Linked DNA regions of Sus scrofa: regions 2, 3, 4, 5, 6 and 7 are each linked to region 1. The links are chromatin contacts, called in public HiChIP or PLAC-seq maps. All regions are on one chromosome and are shown on one strand. Each heading gives the region's core, a stretch centred on a gene start, on an enhancer-like site or on the middle of the called end of the contact. The rest is flanking DNA. Distances are from core to core; before and after follow the strand shown. Region 1 has its middle 200 kb from the start of SETD4. Region 2 has its middle 140 kb from the start of RUNX1. Region 3 has its middle 110 kb from the start of RUNX1. Region 4 overlaps RUNX1 (runt related transcription factor 1). Region 5 overlaps RUNX1 (runt related transcription factor 1). Region 6 overlaps RUNX1 (runt related transcription factor 1). Region 7 overlaps LOC106505851 (a long non-coding RNA gene).

Region 1 (2,700 bases), core at 175-2,674:
AATTTATATATTTTTCTCCCCCCCCAGCTTTATGAGATATAATTGACATATAACACTCTAAGTTTAAGCTGTACAACACGATGATTTGATACACATATATGTTGCAAAATGATTACCACAATAGGACTAGTTGTGTGTTTGCAGTATTTGCTAATATTTTTTTTTTCTTCTTTGTGGCATTGCTGATCACTTAAACAAATGTTTTCCAAATACCAGTTCAAGGACTAGCAATAGCAGAATCACTTAAGGATCTTTCATAAAATATAGACGTATGAGCTCCTTCTCTGGGGCATTTATTTCAGTAATTTTGAGATGGGGGTTAGGGACTTACAGTCTTTAAAACTTTTCAACAGGTGGTTCTGATGCTTGTCTAGATTTTGGAGACAGTGACATAAACTACCCAGAGATGTTGCTGTCTATCCAAGTCCAGTCATGGTGTAAGGACCTCATGTTATCTGTACACTGGCCATTTCCAAGTCCCAGTTCCCTTTTAACATGGAGTACGCGCCATCCAAAGTGCTGACTTTGGGATGGTTTCCTCCAACCACTATCTTTTAAGGCCGCCCCCTCCAAGTGAGGCTGAACAGCAGCCACTGTTTGTTTGGCTTGTGCCTTTGGTATTCAGCTGACTCATGGATAAATCAAGCTTGGGCTTTCCCCTGCTCCATCAGCTGGTCATAACGGACCTCCCATGTGGCCATGGGTATGAGCTAAGGGGAGGCACTGATGCAGCAATGGTGAATACCATGGAGATCTGGGGTACCTGCTGGGATAACTTGTTTATGCCCTGATCTGGATGCACCACTTTCATCTTACAATAGATGGCTGTTGGGTATGTGGCTTCCTGGGTGTGACGGAACCCAGCTCATCATGGATGGTTGATTACCTCGTGTCCCCTGGTTGGGGACAGCAGCATGCGGGGTGCTCTTTATTCTAAAGCTATATTGTTATTAGATGTAGTGGACATGTTTGCTCCAGAACTCTTAAGTTTCGGAGTTGTGATTTTCCCAATTTGGATTGCCAAAAACTCCACACTGTGTTTCTTTTCCATCACTAGTACTACTAATGCCAGAGGGTCTGCTGGGCCATGAAGCTTAGGCCATAGGGCCATTTATGCTGTGGCAGGACTTTTGCAGAGATTTCCCTGTTTTGATGGCCATTCTATCCCTTGTTATATGGATACGAGCAATATTCCCAACTGTGAAACTAGTGTCCCTGAAACCTAAAGGCTATTGTGCTGCAGTTTTACTTTTTTTTTTTTTAAGAAGGGGTGAGATAATAATTTGTTATTTACTTTGGCTGAGATATCCTGAAATGCCTAGACCCTAGACCTTTAAAAAGTTTGCTGATGTGGCCTGTGATGGTTAGTTCCCATTTTATTTATGGCATGAGTCTGACTTGTGAAGGCTTTGAGTATCCTTGACACTTCTTGCTCATCAGGTCTGATTTACATGATGTCACCCCCAGCCTGATATCCTGCAAATGCCCAGCTTGTCCAGGGCTCCTCAGACTATATTATGACAGAGAGAAGAGAGTTAGCATAGCCCTGGGTCAACACTGCAAATGAATACCGTTGTCTGTTCTGAGCAAATGTGAACTGTTTCTGATCCTTCTTTTTGATAGGGATGAAAGGACAGAGTTCCCAGATCAAAGGCTGCACACCATGTACCTGAGCCTGTGTTTAAGAAAAAATAGACTATCTGGTAAGGAAGCTTCAGTGCCAGCTGTGGCTGCTGCTTGTTTAAGTCTGTAGGAGTCTGTCACCCTCCAGGACCGATGTGAGTTCTGCAGGGCCCAGACTGATTAATTCAATGGTGATATGATAACAGCCACACTCTGCATCCTGTAGGTACTTAAGGGTAGTTCTAAGCTTCAAAATCCAAACCTCCCCCTCTAACCCATCCAAGGATACGATATCGTTTTTGATTTACTCTCTTGGCTGGGGTAGGAGACAGTTTAGAAACTTCCCCCTTGAGCTTCCTCACTGTGATAGCTCTTATTTGTGTAAGCCTTGGCAACCATCAGTTTATCTGTTCCTAAACACTTGGGGACTGGGGGCATGATTCTTTCCCACCAGGAGCTCTGAGCTTTGTCCAAGCAGAGCTGCCAGGTTTGGTTGAGATCCCGTGGAACCCTGCTATTTTCATGAATAAGTCCTGTGCCTGATCCTTAGCTTTCTCTGCAATTTGAATACGAGGGCTGAGTCTCTTTAGGAGCTGGCAAGGAGGACTTCTGCCTTTCACACTTAGCATTTCATTGATGGTTAACATCCTCAGGCTTTTGCTGTCACCCTCCCAAACATCAAGAGACCTGGACAACAGCCATCCAATCTTACCTCTTCAGAATGGCTCTTTCCTGTTTGTATTTCTCAAACAGCCAGTGGAAATGCACGGGCCATGCATTTCCTGCCCCAGTTCTCTGCTGCTTTGAACCTCGAGCTGCGTGATAGAGATTCACTGCTAGCTGGGCAGTGGGTGGTCCAGTTCTGAAATTATATTAATTAGCCTTGCTTTCTGGAACCACTTCTGGCATCAGGGTGGGTTCCTGAAGCAGACGGTGAGGGGCACATCAGCATGGTGGACGTTGGTTAGGGGCACTCTGGTGATCCAACCAGGGAGGAAGCAGCAGGGGCCAGAGGAGAAATTGAACAATGTGGCTCTTATCCCATGGAAGCTGGCATCGTTTTCAGAATCCTGCTGA
Region 2 (2,863 bases), core at 15-2,514, 620 kb after region 1:
CTTAGAATCCAGCTCATGTCTAGAGCTAAGGAGCCTTCTCCATAAGTGAGGCACAAGTGGACATTTCAACCTTTACTTCCCTTACCCATAAAATGAGGATGAGATAAACCCCCGTGGATCGTGCAGAGAAAATTAAACAGAGTAAGATGCTCCAGCTTAGCATGAAGCTTGAATGGGAATTCCAGTGCCCAACCAATGGTTATCAGCTTTGTGGCCATATTAAAGTTCAACCTTGTCTCTATGTCAGGGCTGCTAAACAGGTACAGATACTAAAGGGAAATATATAGAAATAGACTCATAAATGAAGAAAGCAGGACAAATGAAAAACTCCTATGCTGAATATGAAGACAATGTGAGTTTCCCAAAAGGACTTGTCAGTATTCAAGGCTGACGTCATTTAACTGAAATATATAAACATATTTAAGCCAAATCAACATTTTTTTAACTTAACATGCTACCATTATGGTAATGATTTTGAAAAATGGTGTTCTGTTAGAAATATTTTTTTCCCTCCAAGTGTGTTTTTAAAGGTTTGCTGTGTTTCTAAATAGGGTTTTCACATAAATGAAAGATTTTGGTTTTCTAAAAAAAAAAAAAACACACATCCTTGGTTTTGATTTTGCACTGGGAATCAATGGAAAATCTGGTTATATTTTTCAGAAACTATCTTACACAAAATTTGTGAAGTTCCAAATTTAGTGGGAGGTTCCACTAAACAGTACTTATCAACGTCTAGTGTCCCTTTGATCTTTCTCTCAACCTTGCCAAGGCTCAATATTTTGAAAGAAAGTGTGCATATGAATTCCCATTTAGAGTTTAAAAAGATCCATGTTTATTTTGTTAATTTACAACCTCCAAGGCCCATTTTTCCTCCCAGCAGTTTCTCAGGGTTGTTTTCTTATGTAGAAGTTCTCATTTCCTTTATGTTACAATTTACCTTTCACAACTCAACCCCAAATCATGCATCAAACACTGGCTGTGTACTATGTATTTTCATACCATGTAAATCTAGAATCTGCTGTGATCAGAACAATATTTTATTCCTCTCTCTCCCTCTTTTCTTCAATTCCCCAAAGAACCCAGAGGAATGGAATTTGCCAGAAATTTCCAATTGGGGATCAAGCTGTTGGAAAACACTCTTTTTCTCTTATTTCATTCCATCTGAATCTATGATTGTAGAACTTTTCCACGTTCTTTTACTGACTCAACAAATGTCCCTTAGGGTATTTCCATCCTCTAACCATTAGTTCACTTTCTTTGCTTATTCATTTCCAGTTGCTTCGTGGACTGAGCCAGGGTATCAGTGATTCATGACTCAGTGCTATTTCAGGAATCCCCAGCATTTTCCCTGTGCTGACTCACCTAACAGTTTTCTATGATCACCTGTTGGGAGCATGGCTGTGGCAGAGCATATGATGCTTCAGATGGCCAGAAAACTCCTGAGACTTACATGCAATTGCATAACTGTGATCTGACCAAGGTCCTTTTGCCTGCTTTTCCTTTGGCATCTTTCTTCCTTTGAGTGAGTCCCTTGAGGACAAGAGAGGGCTTTATTTTAGTTATCTTTGAATCAGCAGTGACTACCATAGTACCTGGGGAATGATAAAACATCTGTGCTCAATAAATATTTATTGAATGATGAAATAATCTTGAGAAATTTAAAGACAATTAATGTGTATTTTTGTGAATTGCTACAGTGCTAAGTACAGAAAAAAATTTAGGAAGACAGAGAATTAAGTCATTACCAGGAATTGATTTATTATTTTATTTAGGCCATGCCCATTGCTTTTGGAAGTTCCCAGACCAGGGATCAAACCCAAGCTACGGCAGTGGCAATGCTGGATCCTTAATATGATGAGCCAACAGGGAACTCTGATATTCAGGAATGTATTTGAAAGTGCTTAAATTCTTGGGGTTACCTGTAAAGAATGGGTATAAACAGAAAGTCATAAAAATACCAAAAAAAAAGAGTTAAGGCAGTTGAATGAAACCTGCCTGAGGTTTCAGCACCTGGTGATCTTTCTCTTAAGCCCATATGTCGTGCATCCCTCTCTTATTTCTTTATGCCTTTAGCATTTAACCCAACTTTTTTGCCCATTCTATCTTCTTTCTCCAAGTATATGATATGAATTCCATAAAATAAGAATACATGTTGTATCAGGAATCCCCAAAACCATCCCTAGGTACAATGTTTCACCAGAAAGACTCATAAGACTCAGCAGATAGACATACTCATGGCTACAATTTATTACAGTGAGAAAAAAAAATACCAAGAAAAATTAGCAAAGAGAAAAGGCACATGAAGTAAAGTCAAGAGGAAAGCAGGCACAACCTTCTAAGAGTCCTCTCTCATTGGAATCACATACGACAGGCTTAATTTCTCCAGCATCAAATTGGGATAACAGACGTGAAAAGTTGTCCACCAAGGAAGCTCATTAGGGACTCAGCACCCAGGATTTTTACTGTAGATAGTCTCTCCCCCACACATACGAAAATGCTAGATTCCCAAAAGGAAAGCATAAATCACATGGTGTGTACAAGTAGTTTAGGCACAGTAAATAAACTATCCTTATCAGTTAGAGAATGATGAAAACACTACCAAACTCCAAGTTTCCAGATGTCAGCCAAGGGCCAGCCTTGCAAGAAAGCCTTTCTAAGCCAGAGATCTGCCATATTACCTCTTTTCCACACTCCTGTGTACACCAAGTTCATCCTCTTTCCCCATTTTGGGACATTCCACCCTCCCAGTGCTACAGTGAATTAGCTCTACTAGTAAATATGCAGAGAAGCCAGTACTGAAGCTGCCCACAGGGCAATCAACATCCGAAAGCAGACATTTGAAAACATGGGCGTGAATGAAATC
Region 3 (2,747 bases), core at 144-2,643, 650 kb after region 1:
ATTAGCACCTCCGTAAGTTGTGACTACCCCAAATATCTCTGGACATTGCCCAGCATGGGGAGAGCTGAGTGTGTGTGTGTGTGTGTGTGTGTACACAAAATCAAATTGCTCACATAGGTTATGGCAAGAATAGATCTTGGCAATGACTCTGGGTTTTAGAATAAATGTAATGGAAATCTACTGGAGGGTTTTAAGTAGGGAAGTAATGCAATATAATTTTCACTCCAAAGGGAACACTGGCTGGTGGGCCGCAAGTGTGAGTGTAGGGAAGAGGAATGGCTCAGGAAGGGATAAGAGCAGGAGCAGAGGTTTGGGATTTCAAAGAAGACCTAGCCTAGGAAGAGAGTGCCCCATCCTCAGGCATGTCCTTGGGTGTCTGATCATGGTGTGAAATGACCCTTCTCTGCTGTCCAGCACCAATTCCATAGCTGCTGAGTCAGCAGGGATCGTGACTCAAGGTAGTTCCTAATGAGAAAAGCATCTGGAGAAGACAGTTTCTTAGGTGGCCAAGAGCCAGTGCTATGAGGCTAAGTCTGTGGTTTGGTCCATGCTCAGCCCTGTTGATTTGTATTCATGGTACCCTGAGCACAAGTCCCCTCTCTGGCTTGACCATGCCGCAGCCTCAAAGAGCAGCAGCTGTCGATACCATAAAACAGCCAGGAATAAACTTTGCTACTGGAGGGAATCCTCACATGGCCAATTCACTATGGAGACATCACAGATGCCATCTTTCCATGGGTCTGTAAGCTTCCAGAAGTCAGCGACGTGTCTTCTCATCCATGGACTGAAGACTCAGCCCCCAGTGTGTCTATATGAAGAGGTAAGACACTTAAGGGGGTAATTAAGATTAAGTGGAGTTATCAGAGTGAGAGCCTAGTCCAATAGGACTGATGTCTTTATAAGAAGAGGAAGAGGCACCGAGAGTGTACACGCGTGAAGAAAAGGCCACATGACTTCATGACCAGGAGGCGGCCGTCTTCGTGCCAAGGAGAGAGGCCTCAGGAGAGACCAGACCTGATGGCACCTTGATCTTGGACCTCTGCCTCCAGAATGATGAGGAAGTAAATTTCTGTTGCTCTAGCCCCACCTCCCAGTCTGCATATTCTGAGTCCTGGCAGACTAAGAGAGCGTGTCCCCCCAAAACCCAGATGTCATCCTCATGTCATCCTCATGTGGATAATGTGACCCCACCTCCAGGACATTCATCTGCGACCTCAGCCTCTGCAGCTACTTTTGAAATCCTTCCTGAAATTTCTCTCCACCCACCCCCAGCCCTGAGTTTGCCTCATATGGTACTTCTTGATTCTCCAAAGGCTCCTCTTTTCTTTGCTTCCCTGACTCATCTTTCTTGGCTCCGTCTTACACGTTAGTGCTCCCCGGGGTTTTGTCCTCAAAGCTCTTCACATCTCAAGTCTAGACACCCTCCTAGGAAGGCTCATTTGTTCCCAGGGCTTTAACTATCCCTTCCATGTGCATGACTCATACATTTATTTTCCCAGACTCAATGGCTCTCATGAGCTCCAGATCTTTACTTGCTGCCCCAAGCTTGACCTTTCCCCAGTGAAGGATTTCACCACCAAACCTCTCACCTGAGCAAGGTATTTGAAAGGTAACTTTGACTCTCTCTTTTCTCTTTTTCTTCAAACTCAGATGGCTCGCGGGATCTTTGGGACACTGTTGTCTTCCTTCAATGTATGATTACAAAAATCATTTCTAATGCTTGCATCTCATGCCGCTATTCCCCTACTGAAAACTTGCTAACAGCTTTCAACCACCTATTGAGAAATCCACAGTCCAGTCTCCATGACTCTTTTCTAGCAGCACCTTCTCCCATTATCCCACCCAGAAAAATTATGTTCCAGGCCTACAGGCACAAATTACGGTCCCTAACACCCACGTTCCTTTACTTTTTTGCTGCCTCTGATTGTAATAACTCCACCAGGAACCCCTCTCTCCTCTCTCTCTCTCTTTTTTTTTTTTTTTTTTTTTTTGCTTTTTAGGACCACACTCATGGCATATGGAAGTTCCCAGCCTAGGGGTCAAATCAGAGCCACAGATGCTGGCCACAGTCACAGCCACAGCCACAGCAACATGGGATCCAAGCCGCATCTGTGACATACACCACAGCTCATGGCAGCACTGGATCCTTAACCCACTGAGTGAGGCCAGGGATCAAACCCCAAATCCTCGTGGATCCTAGTCAGGTTCATTAACCACTGAGCCACAAAGGGAACTCCCAGGAACCCCTGTCTTAACCCTTCTCCTTTGTCCCTTCTCTACTTTGCAAACCATTCTCATTGTCACAGACTGGATTTAAGTGTACCTTCACACATAAAGCCACCTTCTCTGGTACCAGAGTCCTCTGCTCCGTAATCTGTTTCCCAGAGGCTTTTGCATACCTGTCTCTCCTGCTCCTACCTCAGTGAAATTTCTAGGCATCTGGTGGGGTGAGTCATGTTGAGATATCCCTTCTGAGATGAAGGATAAGTTGTTGTATTTGGCCCCATCTGACAACCAAAAGGGAGTCACCTTGCCTTTGGATTCTGGAGGCAACATATTCCTGATTTGGGCACACTGCTCCAGCCTCTTTACTAGGTGACTTGAAATGTGCTGGTTTTGAGTGGGGTACAAAACAAGAGAAGGACCAGGCTGCCATGCCACTCAGAACCTGTGAGTCAGCTAATTCAATGGGGCCTGAAGGGATGCTGTGTAGAGACTTTAGCAGGCTCCTGCGGGTGAATTTCAGT
Region 4 (2,700 bases), core at 132-2,631, 790 kb after region 1:
TTTCTCATTCTTAGCTGTAGGGAAGGTCTGGGTACAGGGAAATGAAGGCTGGCACGGGCCCTGCCTTCTTCATGCCTCCCACAGCACAGGTGAGCCCGGCTTAGCTCTGAGGGAGGCCCCCACCATCCACTCCTTGCACCCCTCACCCCTCCTCCACTCACACCCTTCAGCCATCCCATCACCTGCTGTCTCACCATCACTCATCCCTTTCTGAGCTACACAGCCTCCCATTCCATCCCAAGGTCATGGGCATCTTGCATCAGCCCGCAGACACACGCAGAGAATATCTATCTGGTTTAAGGCCCAGAGATTCTGATATTACAGGCCCTCAGGCAGCTCACTTAGATCCATTCCCTCTGTGGGAGGACAAGAAAGAGACCAGGATGCCTGGGTGTCTGGAGGACTATTAGGGGGCCTCCTGTCTTGGCCCCTTTATGCCTGGAGCCTCCTGGCCCCCCAAAATGGGGTCTGAAATGACCACACTGGTCCTTAGTTCCTAGGCTTGGAAAGACTAGGGCTGATTTATTGAGATTGGCCATGTCCCCCTGGTAGAAAGAACTTGCTCTTCAAACCCATAGTGAGATACACAGATGGTGGTGGCCCAAATATGAACGCAAATATCAGTGCTCATAACAAGTACTCATAACAAGTACAAGAAAGGGTTTTCCACAGGGGTTAACTGGATGAAAGTCAAGTGCCTACCATGTATGCTCAGGGATCATACAGGAAGGAGGAAACAAAGGAGCATCTATTGAGCACCCTCTGTATTCCAAGCCCTGGACGAGAGGACTGTTTTACTTGCATCATTTCCCATTCACCTCATAAGAACCCCATGGGCTAGGTGTTGTCCCCATTTTATAGATGACAAAACTGAGGTTCAGAGAGGTGAACTCAAGGTGGAGAACTATTTAATGACACAGCAGAGTTAAGCTTGGGTCTTTGAAAGACTCCATCATAAAGACTCCAACACAGGAGCTGTTTGACTCCACACTATGCAATCCAATAGCAATTACAGACACCATTGCATGTGTATTAGGTTAACTTTGTTGTGAGTTTATTTGATGACAAGAGTACCCTCAAAGTTTGTTCAGTCTTCAGAACCGCTCAAGTAGCCTGGCCACCTCATCACAGCCTCAGAAGCCTGCAAAGAGCCATTCAGTAGGAAGGAGACAAAACTGGGATGCTAGACAGACTGGAAATGATTTCTATTTGATGAGTTTGCCAAGGATAGACCTTAGGTACAGCTGATTGTATTCCCACTGCTCTCCATCTGCAATCCAAGGTGACATGGCCAATCTGGAGCCAATGTTGCTACATGTCCACTGCTTCCTGTAACCAGCTTCTCTCCTCTAGAGCACTGATGAGTCAGTTGTTTGGAGCCTGAGTCAAGTTTTCTATTAAAATAAGGTGAAACATGGGAACTACACTTATGGGATAGCCCCAGTCACAGGCCAACTACAGAAGTTACTGAAGATCTGAGTCCTTAGATAAAGGCGCCATGTGCTGGAGGGGAAGATGTGGTAGCCACCCCCCTTTCTAGAACGCAGGCAAATTTTACAACAGCTGCCATTTGGTCACCCTCCTCTTCCCTCTACTGTACAAGTCTTGCTGGCTGTGCCCTCCTCCCTGGGACCTTCTGAGTGTCCTGATGCCAAGCATGGGACAGACATCCCAGACCATCAAGCCACATCCCGGAATGTCCTACTGCCTTCTCCGTGCCCATTCAAGAGATGGCTTGAACCATCCACAGAGGAATCAATAAAAAAGGTGTGGTACAGGAGTTTCCATGTGGCTCAGCAGGTTAAGAACCTGACTAGTGTCTGTGAGGATGTGGGTTTAATCCCTGACCTCGCTCAGTGGGTTAAGGACCCAGCATGGCTGCAAGCTGAAGCATAGGTTGCAGATGCACCTCCCATCTGGTGTTGCTATGGCTGTGGTGTAGTGCCTAGCCTGGAAATTGCAAGAGAGATTGCTGTAGTTCAAATACATAGGCAGGTTGGATAAGCCTGTGTCTACACAGAGACATTTACTCAAAGTGGCCTCTTTGAAAAGGTGAACAATCTGCCCAGGGATGAGATCTTTATTGCCAAGGGGCCCCTTCAGACTGGTTTTGCACTCATCCTAGTTCTGTGGCTCACTAGTTTCACGGGTCTGACCAAGTCACCTTACTTTCTTGGGCACATGCCTCCTCAAGAGGGTGAGGGGGCATTACCAAAGAGACTTTTTCCAAAGAAGAGCCCCCAGAAGATTTGTCCTGGAGATGCTTATGGCAGGTATATTTCTGCTGCCCACAAAGCCCCTTCTGGAAGAGTCACAAAACCCATTGCTACATTAAAGGCTCTCAGAAGTTCTGCAAGAATACAAACTTCCCATTTGTATTTAACTCTGTTCCCCCAACTGAGTTAACAGTACACCCTCCTTTTATTACTTGTTCAGGACACGCACACACTGGGATTAGCTGAACAGATGTGTAAACGAGAGCTATTTCGTGATCTTCCCCTTTGGAAATAACTCTCTGGAGAATATCTTCAGAGAGGTGGGGAAGAAAACTTTCTGTTCTCCAAAGCTGATTGGCTTCTATATGGTATTAAAATCCACAGAATCTGTGTATAGATAATAAAATGTGTTGAGAGACATGAAGGAAAGTCAGACCCCAACCTCATGTGTACACCTGCTCAGAATGATGCTGATGATAGTACA
Region 5 (2,700 bases), core at 183-2,682, 770 kb after region 1:
GGCTTCCGGTGGCTTTAGGTCCCCACTGTTGGTATTGATGCCTCCCCGGCTCACTAATTTCATGCTCATAGCCCCTACCCATCAGAGCTGCCCCCAAGGGAGACATTCTGGTGGTTCCAGGATTGTCTACAAAAGATGTTCTCCAAGCCAGCAGAGCTCAAACTGAAATGAACATCAAAATCACCTGTTCCCAAGATGATGATGAGATGCTGGCTGGGAGGTGGGAGTTTGGGGAGACCATGCCTAAGTCTTTCTTTCCAGCCAACTCATCAAATTTGTCCATCTGAGATAAGACTGGTTTGATTCAGCAATGTGCTTCCTTAAGAAACCTTAAAGAAGTGCTCACTCTTGGGGTCATATAAGGCTGACCCTGAACTTGCATAACTTGGAGAGACAGCACCAACTTAAATTCTATGTCCTGGGTGCCTCTCTTGCCCCATCCCAGTCCATGTCCTGGGATCCAAGTACAGAAAACCCAGAGAAGGACCCACCCCCAAATTAGGGACCTCATACCCAAGTCCATCCTTTAGGAAGCCAGCAAGCTCCTGGGAGCCAGCCTGTCAGCACCTCGACCCTGGCCAGGGTTTTCAGTGGAGCTCCCAGCAAACCCTCACATCCAGGTACTCCTGTGGCTGGGATAAAAATTCTACCCAGAAGCAGCTGATTCAGCTGTGACAACAAAAGTGGCCACATACCCCCCACACACACACAACCCCCTCTCCCCACTGTAACCTGGACCCTCCCACACCACAGGTCCCAGTTGCGAAGCCAGAGACCCACTCACTGGTGGACCTTTGAGGATAATTCTCTCGATCCTTCTGCAGAAACATCTGTAATTTCGAAAGTCCCCGTCACCAGCCTTCTGACATCATTATAAATCCTTTTCTCAAGTAGGTGGGTTTGAGGTTTTCTTTTTTTCCTCTTTAACCTTATTTGTATAAAAGGCATTTTTCATCTGATTAGTCTACAGTGAGTTACCACAGAGGCGCAGAAAGTTCCTTCCCTTTCTCCCTGGGCTCCACGTGGCAAAGGACGCAGTAATTAATTACATTTCCCCCCCTGGAAGCCAGCTCCCAGCCAGGGAGAGTCCCCTGTTTGCCTAGAAGCAGGGAGCCCCGCCAGCCTCTAATTGTTGTTATGCAAACATCTTAATGGGAACAAATTAAAAGGCGCTCGTGCTAATTATTCTTCGCAATAAAAAGTAATAATAAACTAATAAAGCTCCTTTGGAAAGGGGATTCTGTGTTAGCTCAAAAGACTTGCTTTCCTTGTGTGCATCTGACAGGGAAATAAAAACTCTGTAGTGTAAACTGAAGATGATAGCTGGGGAAACTCTTATGACTCAGAAAATGCCCTTCTTATGCTTAGTGAGTGCCGTCTGCATACACCCAGGGCCTGGCCACCCTAGCCCCACTTCTGCAGGCTCTATCTCTCCAATCTCTCTCTTCCTTCTACAGTGCCCCCACCCCGGGCTTCCTTCTCCTCCCTGGACCCCAGCTCCACTTGAACTTTACTCAGGCTTTATTTGGTTCTTTCTGGGGAGGCCTGGCCCCAGGCCCATGCTGACACGCCCACAGTGGGCTTCCCCTGAGGCCAGGGCTTTTTGCCATTTTGTGCTCTGATTTCACCCCCACCGGGTCAGTGTAGAATCCAACTGGTCATTTCCACAGAAGCAGCTGGAGTTTCAAAACAGCCTCCTCTCTCAGCTGCTTTTCTATAAAGACCGCAGAGCCTGAAGGAGTCGAAATCAGACAGGGACTTTGACCCCTGTGGCCTCACATGAGCCTGGAAAACTCCTGTGGCCTAGGCCCTGTGATGGGTTCTGGAAACATCCAGGGCAAGTGACAGGGAGCGCACAGTGGGGGCACAGTGCCTCTGTCCCAGGCTCGTAGAAGGAAAGGTCTGGTCTTCGTGTCAGTTCGGTAATTAAAGTTATGTTGACGTTTGTAAATACTGAAAACATCTAACGTTCTCCCAGAGGCATGTCCCTGCCATCATTTCTTTTCATCAAAAGCTTTGTGAGAAAAGTACACCCCGGAAGCCTCATTTAATTAAAATTTTAAAAGGAGCATGAAGCAAAGATGAGTTAAGAAGGCCACCAGGGGAGTTCCCCCTTGTGGCTCAGCAGTAACGAACCTGACTAGTGTCCAGGACATGGGTTCGACCCCTGGCCTTGCTCAGTGGGTTAAGGATCTGATGTTGCCTTGAGCTGCATCGGCATAGGTCACAGATGCGGCTCAGATCTGGCATTGCTGTGGCTGTGGTGTAGGCCAGCAGCTGCAGCTCCAATTTGACCCCTAGCCTGGGAACATCCATATGCTGCAGGTGCAGCCCTTGAAAGAAAGAAAGAAAGAAAGAAAGAAAGAAAGAAAGAAAGAAAGAAAGAAAGAAAGAAAGAAAGAAAGAAAGCAAGCCAGCCTGCCTCTGGACCACACAGCTTGTACAGCAGAGCCCAGGGGGAGCGGATGCTCTCTGCCTTACCCACTCGCCTCCTGTGACCAGGGCAGAGCCCCTGCGCAAAGGCCAGCTCTGCTCCTGCAGAGTCACCTTGGGGAGAAGACCTCCCCTCTCTGGCATCCCTTTCGCATCTGTGCAGTGTGACTGTGATGACACCACCTTGCGTACTAGCCTGAGGGGGGCCTGGCACAGAACCCTCAGGTGGCTTCTACCCATCATAGAACCTTTCCTTTCTATTTGGCT
Region 6 (2,700 bases), core at 32-2,531, 910 kb after region 1:
AGAGCTCAAAGAAACCAAAGCATATTGTACAGGCTGCCCCATCAGTGGCTGGTAAATGTTAAGTGGAAATGAACAATGTATGAGGTGGGTTTGTGGCTCATCCGTGGCTGTGAAAGTACATTAGTGGCAATGGCAGTGGTCCTTAGGCCTTTGCAATTTAGTTGTCTTCATTGTGTATGTGTGTCCTTATGACTCCAAGTCAATCAAGTGATGCTGTAATAGAATTCTGAACTTTGCTTCAGGACAGCTCGGAGGGAAACTATGACTCAAGAAAGATGCATTACTTAATGGCCTTCACTAATAGTAGGTTAAAAACAGAGCTCACATGAGCACAAGCAGAATAGTAGCAAAATTGCTCTTCAGAGTAAATTGTGTTTTGAGTGGTTGCCCTTGAACTGCACTGTCTAATACAGTAGCCACTGGCCATGCGTGACATTTGAGGACTGGAAACGTGGCTAGACTGAGTTGAGATGCACTGTGAATATAAAATACACACAGGAATTTGGAAACTTACTAAAAAAAAAGAAAAAGAAAGTAAAATATCTCATTAATAATTTTATATTGATTACATATTGAAATAAAAATATTTTGAATATACCGAGTTAAATAAAATATATTTTAATATATGATTAATTTCACACATTTTTTTTCCTTTTTTAATATGGCTACTAGAAAATTTTAAATTACATGTATAGCTCACATTACACTTCTAGAGGATGCTGCTGCTTTAGAATGAGAAAGAATGGTCACACCGTTTAAAGACAACTTGTCAAGAACTAGTGGAGAAATTTGATAATAGCATAGTGATATGAACGGTCTTGCAAGGTGGTTTAGCTTGCTGGCTCTGACTGGGCATGCCAGGGACAAACTGCACGGGTTCAGGTTGGGCCAATTGTTGAATCTCAGTTTCTCCATCTATCAAGTGAAGGGAGTAATTATGGACTGTTTGCTGCTAGAGGGTTAAATGGAATAATGCCTGTAAGGTCCTTAGTCTGAGGTCTGATGGCAGACGCACTGATAAAAGGGAGCTTCTATTGTCATGGTTGTCTTGGTCAACTTGGGCTGCTCTAAGAAAATACCATAGACTGAGTGGCTTACACAACAGAAATTTATTTCTCGTGGTTCTGGCAGCTGGAAGTCCATGGTCAGGATGCCAGCATGGTTGGGTACCAGTGAGAGCCCTCTTCTTGGCTTGTAGTTGGCTGTCATCTTGCTGTGTACTCATGCAACAAGGAGAAAGAGAGAGAAAAGAGAAAGGCTCCGGTCTCTCGGTCCAAGGGCACTCATCCCATCATAAGTACCCCACCCACATGACTCATCTAGACCCCATGACCTCCTACAGGCCCCAGCTCCTAATACCATCACATTAGCATTTAGGGCTTCAACATATGAGTTGGGCAGGAGGGGGGGAGGGGAGGGACACAAACATTCAGCCCATCACAATAGTTTGAAAAGTCCAGATAGCTTTCATGTCGATTTGAATTTGCAATGTGGTCTAGCACGTGCTAGATATAGTTTTTGCTGGATACTGAGCAGTTGGCTTTGCCAACACTGAGTGGGCTCTTTGGACCAGCAGCAGTGGCATCTTAGAAAGCTTGTGGGAAATGCAGGACCTCAGGCTCCACCCCAAATCTACTGAATCTGCACCTCACTGGATTCCAGGGCTTACAATACACACTGTTTATGCAGTGGTGTCTAGGGAATTCAAGAGGAGGGAGCCTCACTGGCAAGGTGTTCAAAATCCAGTGCTCTGTGTCTGTGTGCAGGTGCAGATGAGTCAAAAAAGAATGAGACAGTTATAGCGTTGGCTTGGGGGGGGGGCAATAAAAGATACCCTTGCTCTCCAGTGATCCAGAGCCAATCATGAGCTAGGCAAAGAAGCTGACCAGACAGAAATCAAAATAAAACAGCTATATCACTGATAAGATTTTTGGAGAACAGTGACTTCAGTGTGTGGCTTCCTGCCACTGAGCCCCACAAATAGAGAGATGTACTTATTAGCATGCAGGCCGTGTCCCCCTAGAACAGTAAGAGGAGGGAAGGGCATGCGTGCTGGGTTTCTAATGCTGCCAAACTAACAAATGACCCCAAACTCAGCTTACCCAACACCCATCCCACCATTTCTGTGTTTTTTGTTTTTCCACCAGCACCTATAATTCTGTTCTGAACTCCCCAAGCTGATTCCTGATGTCTGCCTCCAAAACCATCTGGTCTTGATGGTTTTGACTGCTACTTATAGCACCTGGGCCAGAAATGGGGGACCCCTCTCCCTCCATCCCCTCAGTGCCCCCTTTTCTGTCTCTGTTGTTTCACCTTAATGCTCAAAGTCTTTGCCTGGCCAGGCTGTAATTCTCCTGCTCCTTCTCTCCCACCTCCAATTTACCTATCCACCTCTGACAGATTTATTTTCCTAAAATATGTATTCACTATGGTATTTCCCAGATTCCAAGTTGCTCCTAGAACCCATTGCCCTCACGTTCAAGTTCAGATTTCTCCAGGTTGCGTAAGCTGCCTTTGACCTGTCTGTGTTCATGTCTGCCAGCGTCATGCCATTTGCAAGCTGCCACTCCCCAACCCATGAGCCAACCTTACTGGAACTGACAGGCTGGTCATAACTTCTTCCACACCTTTCTCATGCTGATCCTTCTGCCTGGAGAGCCCTAGCCCTACCTCCCACCCTTCCCCAAGCCCTTCCTCCCC
Region 7 (2,700 bases), core at 92-2,591, 560 kb after region 1:
ACTGTATAAACTCAAAGTGTTCTTTTTTTCCATAGAATCCCTAATGTGATAATCTTGACACTGTGCCATATCTACTTGAGCCAGTTGAGGACATCTCAGGTTATTCCTCATCTGGATCACCAGAATGTTATGTTTTATCTTCAGACCTTTGCATATGCTACCCATCGCCCATCCTCTGCTCTAGCCTAGAAAACTCTTTCTCTCCTATTTTGCCCCCTTTCTAGAAGCTCTCCCCACCCTCCAGCACCCCATTCTGGCCTCCCTAATCAGGCCCCATTTTATTCTCCAAGTTACAGCTTAGATTCCCTTCCTCCAAGGAACCAGGATTGGGTTACCTTTATGGCTGTCCTACTGACCTGTATTTGGAATGTGATACACACACACTTGCATCTTACTGTTCTGTTACTTACTGTCTGTATGGCCTTGTGCAAGTGTTTTTGCTGAACCCCAGATTCTTAATTCTTAGAAATAAATAAAACTTTCTCATTGGGCTGTCACTAGGATGAAATAAGAAAGTACCTAACACCCAGTTCAGTGGTTGTAAATGATGGCTTTCATCCACCACAGCTAATTGGTCATCATTATTGCACAGTCCTTAAATGTTAAAAATCTAAAGTAGAGTTTTGGAAGTCATGGATCATAGTCAAATCATGGTTGAAGCCTTGGGCATGACATGGGTTGAAAAGGTGCTCCATATGCTTTGTGTCCAGATAACTCTCTCATGCATCAAAATCAACTGGAGGGTCACCTGTCCCCTTTTCCCATCCCCAAGAGTCAGTCAGCTGGCCTGCAGCAAAAGATGGCCTTTGATATCTATAAAGGCTCTCAGAGGAGCAGCAAATTTGGGATCCACTGCTTAGGATGATCCACAAGTGCAGAGTACAGGGAACATGCTTTGATGGAAGCCTGATTTGCATCTTAGAATGTGTATCTATCCCTTTATTTAGAAGTGGATCATAGTGGTACTTTACAAAAAGTTAGGATGTGGAGGTGCAGACAGACCAAAACCTTGACCAACTTTCTTTTACATTGCATAGCTGGGACCTCCACCTCATAAAATATGGGAAAAATTAATTTGATCAGAAATGTTTTAATGGTAAAATCTTTCAAGTGGCTATCTCAACCATAAAAGTGACCAATATGAGGCTGAACACTCCTTTGAAAAGAAATCAGCTATAAATAATAAACTTCTGTAACTGAAAGATTTGAGTGATTGATTAAGCTTACTTAGTTTCAGTTTCCATTCAAGGCTGAAAATTGTTAACTCAACACAATGGCTTTTTGTTTTGGCATGATTGACGCTGAGCTCATATTTCTCAGCATAATTATATTACCCAACAGGTTCATCCACTTCCTAGTGATGGCTCCAGTTCTTCATAAGACAGCTGAGACCTCAATTTAGTGGAGAGTAGGTGTCTTCTTCTTTGTTATAAGTCTCACAGCTGGGTCAAATTTGTTAAATATGTTTGATTTGCCTATGGTACATGACTTAATATGAGAACTTAATCTGTCCAATCCACTGTGAATTTGGCAACAGTAGTAAGACACTTTTAGGACAACTTTAGAAGTCTTGGATGATTATCACATTTATATCAAATAAACCAAAGTGTTAAGAGCTAGTGGGAGGGAATGAATACTGAATAAGTCAAGCTTCATTCTCTATTTTGTTCATAAATATTAAACGCAAATTTGTCACAATCAGCAATTGAATAAAATCTCATTCTAACATAAAATTTTTATTCCCCAAATTCACTATTCAAGTTATGTATATCATCACAAAGTAGGGTTATATAGGTAAAGACCAGACATAAGACCTAAAAAATCAATATAGATCCCAAATTACACAATAGAAAATTAGACTTAATTTACATTTTCAGGAAATTATGTCCAAAAATATCAGAACATACATTATTTTCAAGTGCACATGGAACATTCTCAAGGATTGACCACATACTGGGGCACAAAACCAACCTCAACAAATTTAAAATTATAGAAATTATTTCAAGTATCTTCTCTGACTGCAATGGCATGAAAGTAGAAATCAACCACAGGAAAAGAAATGATAAAAAATACTTACTACATGGAGACTGAAAAACATGCTACTAAAAAACCAATTGGTCAATAAGGAAATCAAGAAGGAAATTAAAAAATACCTTGAGACAAATGATAATGAAGACACAACCACTCAAAATCTACGGGATGCTGAAAAAGCAGTGCTCAGAGGGAAATTCATAGCAATACAGGCTTCCCTCAAAAGAGAAGAAAAATCTTAAATCAACAACTTAACCCGTCACCTAAATGAATTAGAAAAAAAAAAGATCAAACAAAACCTAAAGTCAGCAGAAGGAAGGAAATCATAAACATCAGAGAGGAAATCAATAAAATAGAGATTTAACAAACAGAAAAAAATCAATAAAACCAAGAGCTGGTTCTTTGAAAAGGTAAACAAAATTGAGAAACCTCTGGTCAGACTCACAAAGAAGAGGAGAGAAAAAACCCAAATAAACAAAATAAGAAATGAAAAAGGAGAAATTAGAGTTCCTGTTGTGGCATAGTGGAAATGAATCTGACTAGGAACCATGAGTTGTGGGTTCAATCCCTGACCTCACTCAGTGGGTTAAGAATCCAGCATTGCCATGACCTGTGGTGTAGGTCACAGACACAGCTCAGATCTGACATTACTGTGGCTGTGGTGTAGGC

The links. HiChIP or PLAC-seq counts read pairs in DNA pulled down with a chosen protein or histone mark.
Region 2: a contact with region 1 is called in an H3K27ac HiChIP or PLAC-seq map of alveolar macrophages. The contact joins two enhancer-like sites. A contact is called at or near these places in 4 of 47 Hi-C or Micro-C datasets (adipocytes, embryonic fibroblasts, mesenchymal stem cells and 1 more) and 2 of 2 datasets of contacts at active chromatin or transcription factors (alveolar macrophages and skeletal muscle).
Region 3: a contact with region 1 is called in an H3K27ac HiChIP or PLAC-seq map of alveolar macrophages. The contact joins two enhancer-like sites. A contact is called at or near these places in 2 of 47 Hi-C or Micro-C datasets (embryonic fibroblasts and liver) and 2 of 2 datasets of contacts at active chromatin or transcription factors (alveolar macrophages and skeletal muscle).
Region 4: an H3K27ac HiChIP or PLAC-seq map of alveolar macrophages shows a contact between it and region 1. The contact joins two enhancer-like sites. A contact is called at or near these places in 1 of 47 Hi-C or Micro-C datasets (embryonic fibroblasts) and 1 of 2 datasets of contacts at active chromatin or transcription factors (alveolar macrophages).
Region 5: a contact with region 1 is called in an H3K27ac HiChIP or PLAC-seq map of alveolar macrophages. The contact joins two enhancer-like sites. A contact is called at or near these places in 2 of 47 Hi-C or Micro-C datasets (embryonic fibroblasts and epiblast stem cells) and 2 of 2 datasets of contacts at active chromatin or transcription factors (alveolar macrophages and skeletal muscle).
Region 6: a contact with region 1 is called in an H3K27ac HiChIP or PLAC-seq map of alveolar macrophages, with 14 times the contacts expected there. The contact joins two enhancer-like sites. A contact is called at or near these places in 17 of 47 Hi-C or Micro-C datasets (adipocytes, alveolar macrophages, embryonic fibroblasts and 10 more) and 2 of 2 datasets of contacts at active chromatin or transcription factors (alveolar macrophages and skeletal muscle).
Region 7: an H3K27ac HiChIP or PLAC-seq map of alveolar macrophages shows a contact between it and region 1. The contact joins two enhancer-like sites. A contact is called at or near these places in 3 of 47 Hi-C or Micro-C datasets (adipocytes, embryonic fibroblasts and fibroblasts) and 1 of 2 datasets of contacts at active chromatin or transcription factors (alveolar macrophages).

The regions. Positions count from the first base shown.
Region 1 is chr13:199,388,520-199,391,219 of Sscrofa11.1, reverse strand. No RefSeq gene overlaps it. Among named protein-coding and RNA genes, the nearest start is that of SETD4, 200 kb to the left of the region's middle. Within about 2 kb of position 1,424, at least 5 of the 83 cell types and tissues checked have an H3K27ac peak or open chromatin away from gene starts, as enhancers often do. A contact at or near this core is called in alveolar macrophages, where this site is marked.
Region 2 is chr13:198,769,427-198,772,289 of Sscrofa11.1, reverse strand. No RefSeq gene overlaps it. Among named protein-coding and RNA genes, the nearest start is that of RUNX1, 140 kb to the right of the region's middle. Within about 2 kb of position 1,264, at least 8 of the 83 cell types and tissues checked have an H3K27ac peak or open chromatin away from gene starts, as enhancers often do. A contact at or near this core is called in alveolar macrophages, where this site is marked.
Region 3 is chr13:198,739,102-198,741,848 of Sscrofa11.1, reverse strand. No RefSeq gene overlaps it. Among named protein-coding and RNA genes, the nearest start is that of RUNX1, 110 kb to the right of the region's middle. Within about 2 kb of position 1,393, at least 5 of the 83 cell types and tissues checked have an H3K27ac peak or open chromatin away from gene starts, as enhancers often do. A contact at or near this core is called in alveolar macrophages, where this site is marked.
Region 4 is chr13:198,598,117-198,600,816 of Sscrofa11.1, reverse strand. All of the region lies in intron 1 of RUNX1 (runt related transcription factor 1), which reads left to right. Among named protein-coding and RNA genes, the nearest start is that of RUNX1, 36 kb to the left of the region's middle. Within about 2 kb of position 1,381, at least 1 of the 83 cell types and tissues checked has an H3K27ac peak or open chromatin away from gene starts, as enhancers often do. A contact at or near this core is called in alveolar macrophages, where this site is marked.
Region 5 is chr13:198,618,298-198,620,997 of Sscrofa11.1, reverse strand. All of the region lies in intron 1 of RUNX1 (runt related transcription factor 1), which reads left to right. Among named protein-coding and RNA genes, the nearest start is that of RUNX1, 16 kb to the left of the region's middle. Within about 2 kb of position 1,432, at least 24 of the 83 cell types and tissues checked have an H3K27ac peak or open chromatin away from gene starts, as enhancers often do. A contact at or near this core is called in alveolar macrophages, where this site is marked.
Region 6 is chr13:198,476,797-198,479,496 of Sscrofa11.1, reverse strand. The region is part of intron 1 of RUNX1 (runt related transcription factor 1); the gene reads left to right. Among named protein-coding and RNA genes, the nearest start is that of RUNX1, 160 kb to the left of the region's middle. Within about 2 kb of position 1,281, at least 1 of the 83 cell types and tissues checked has an H3K27ac peak or open chromatin away from gene starts, as enhancers often do. A contact at or near this core is called in alveolar macrophages, where this site is marked.
Region 7 is chr13:198,825,947-198,828,646 of Sscrofa11.1, reverse strand. All of the region lies in intron 1 of LOC106505851 (a long non-coding RNA gene), which reads right to left. Among named protein-coding and RNA genes, the nearest start is that of RUNX1, 190 kb to the right of the region's middle. Within about 2 kb of position 1,341, at least 2 of the 83 cell types and tissues checked have an H3K27ac peak or open chromatin away from gene starts, as enhancers often do. A contact at or near this core is called in alveolar macrophages, where this site is marked.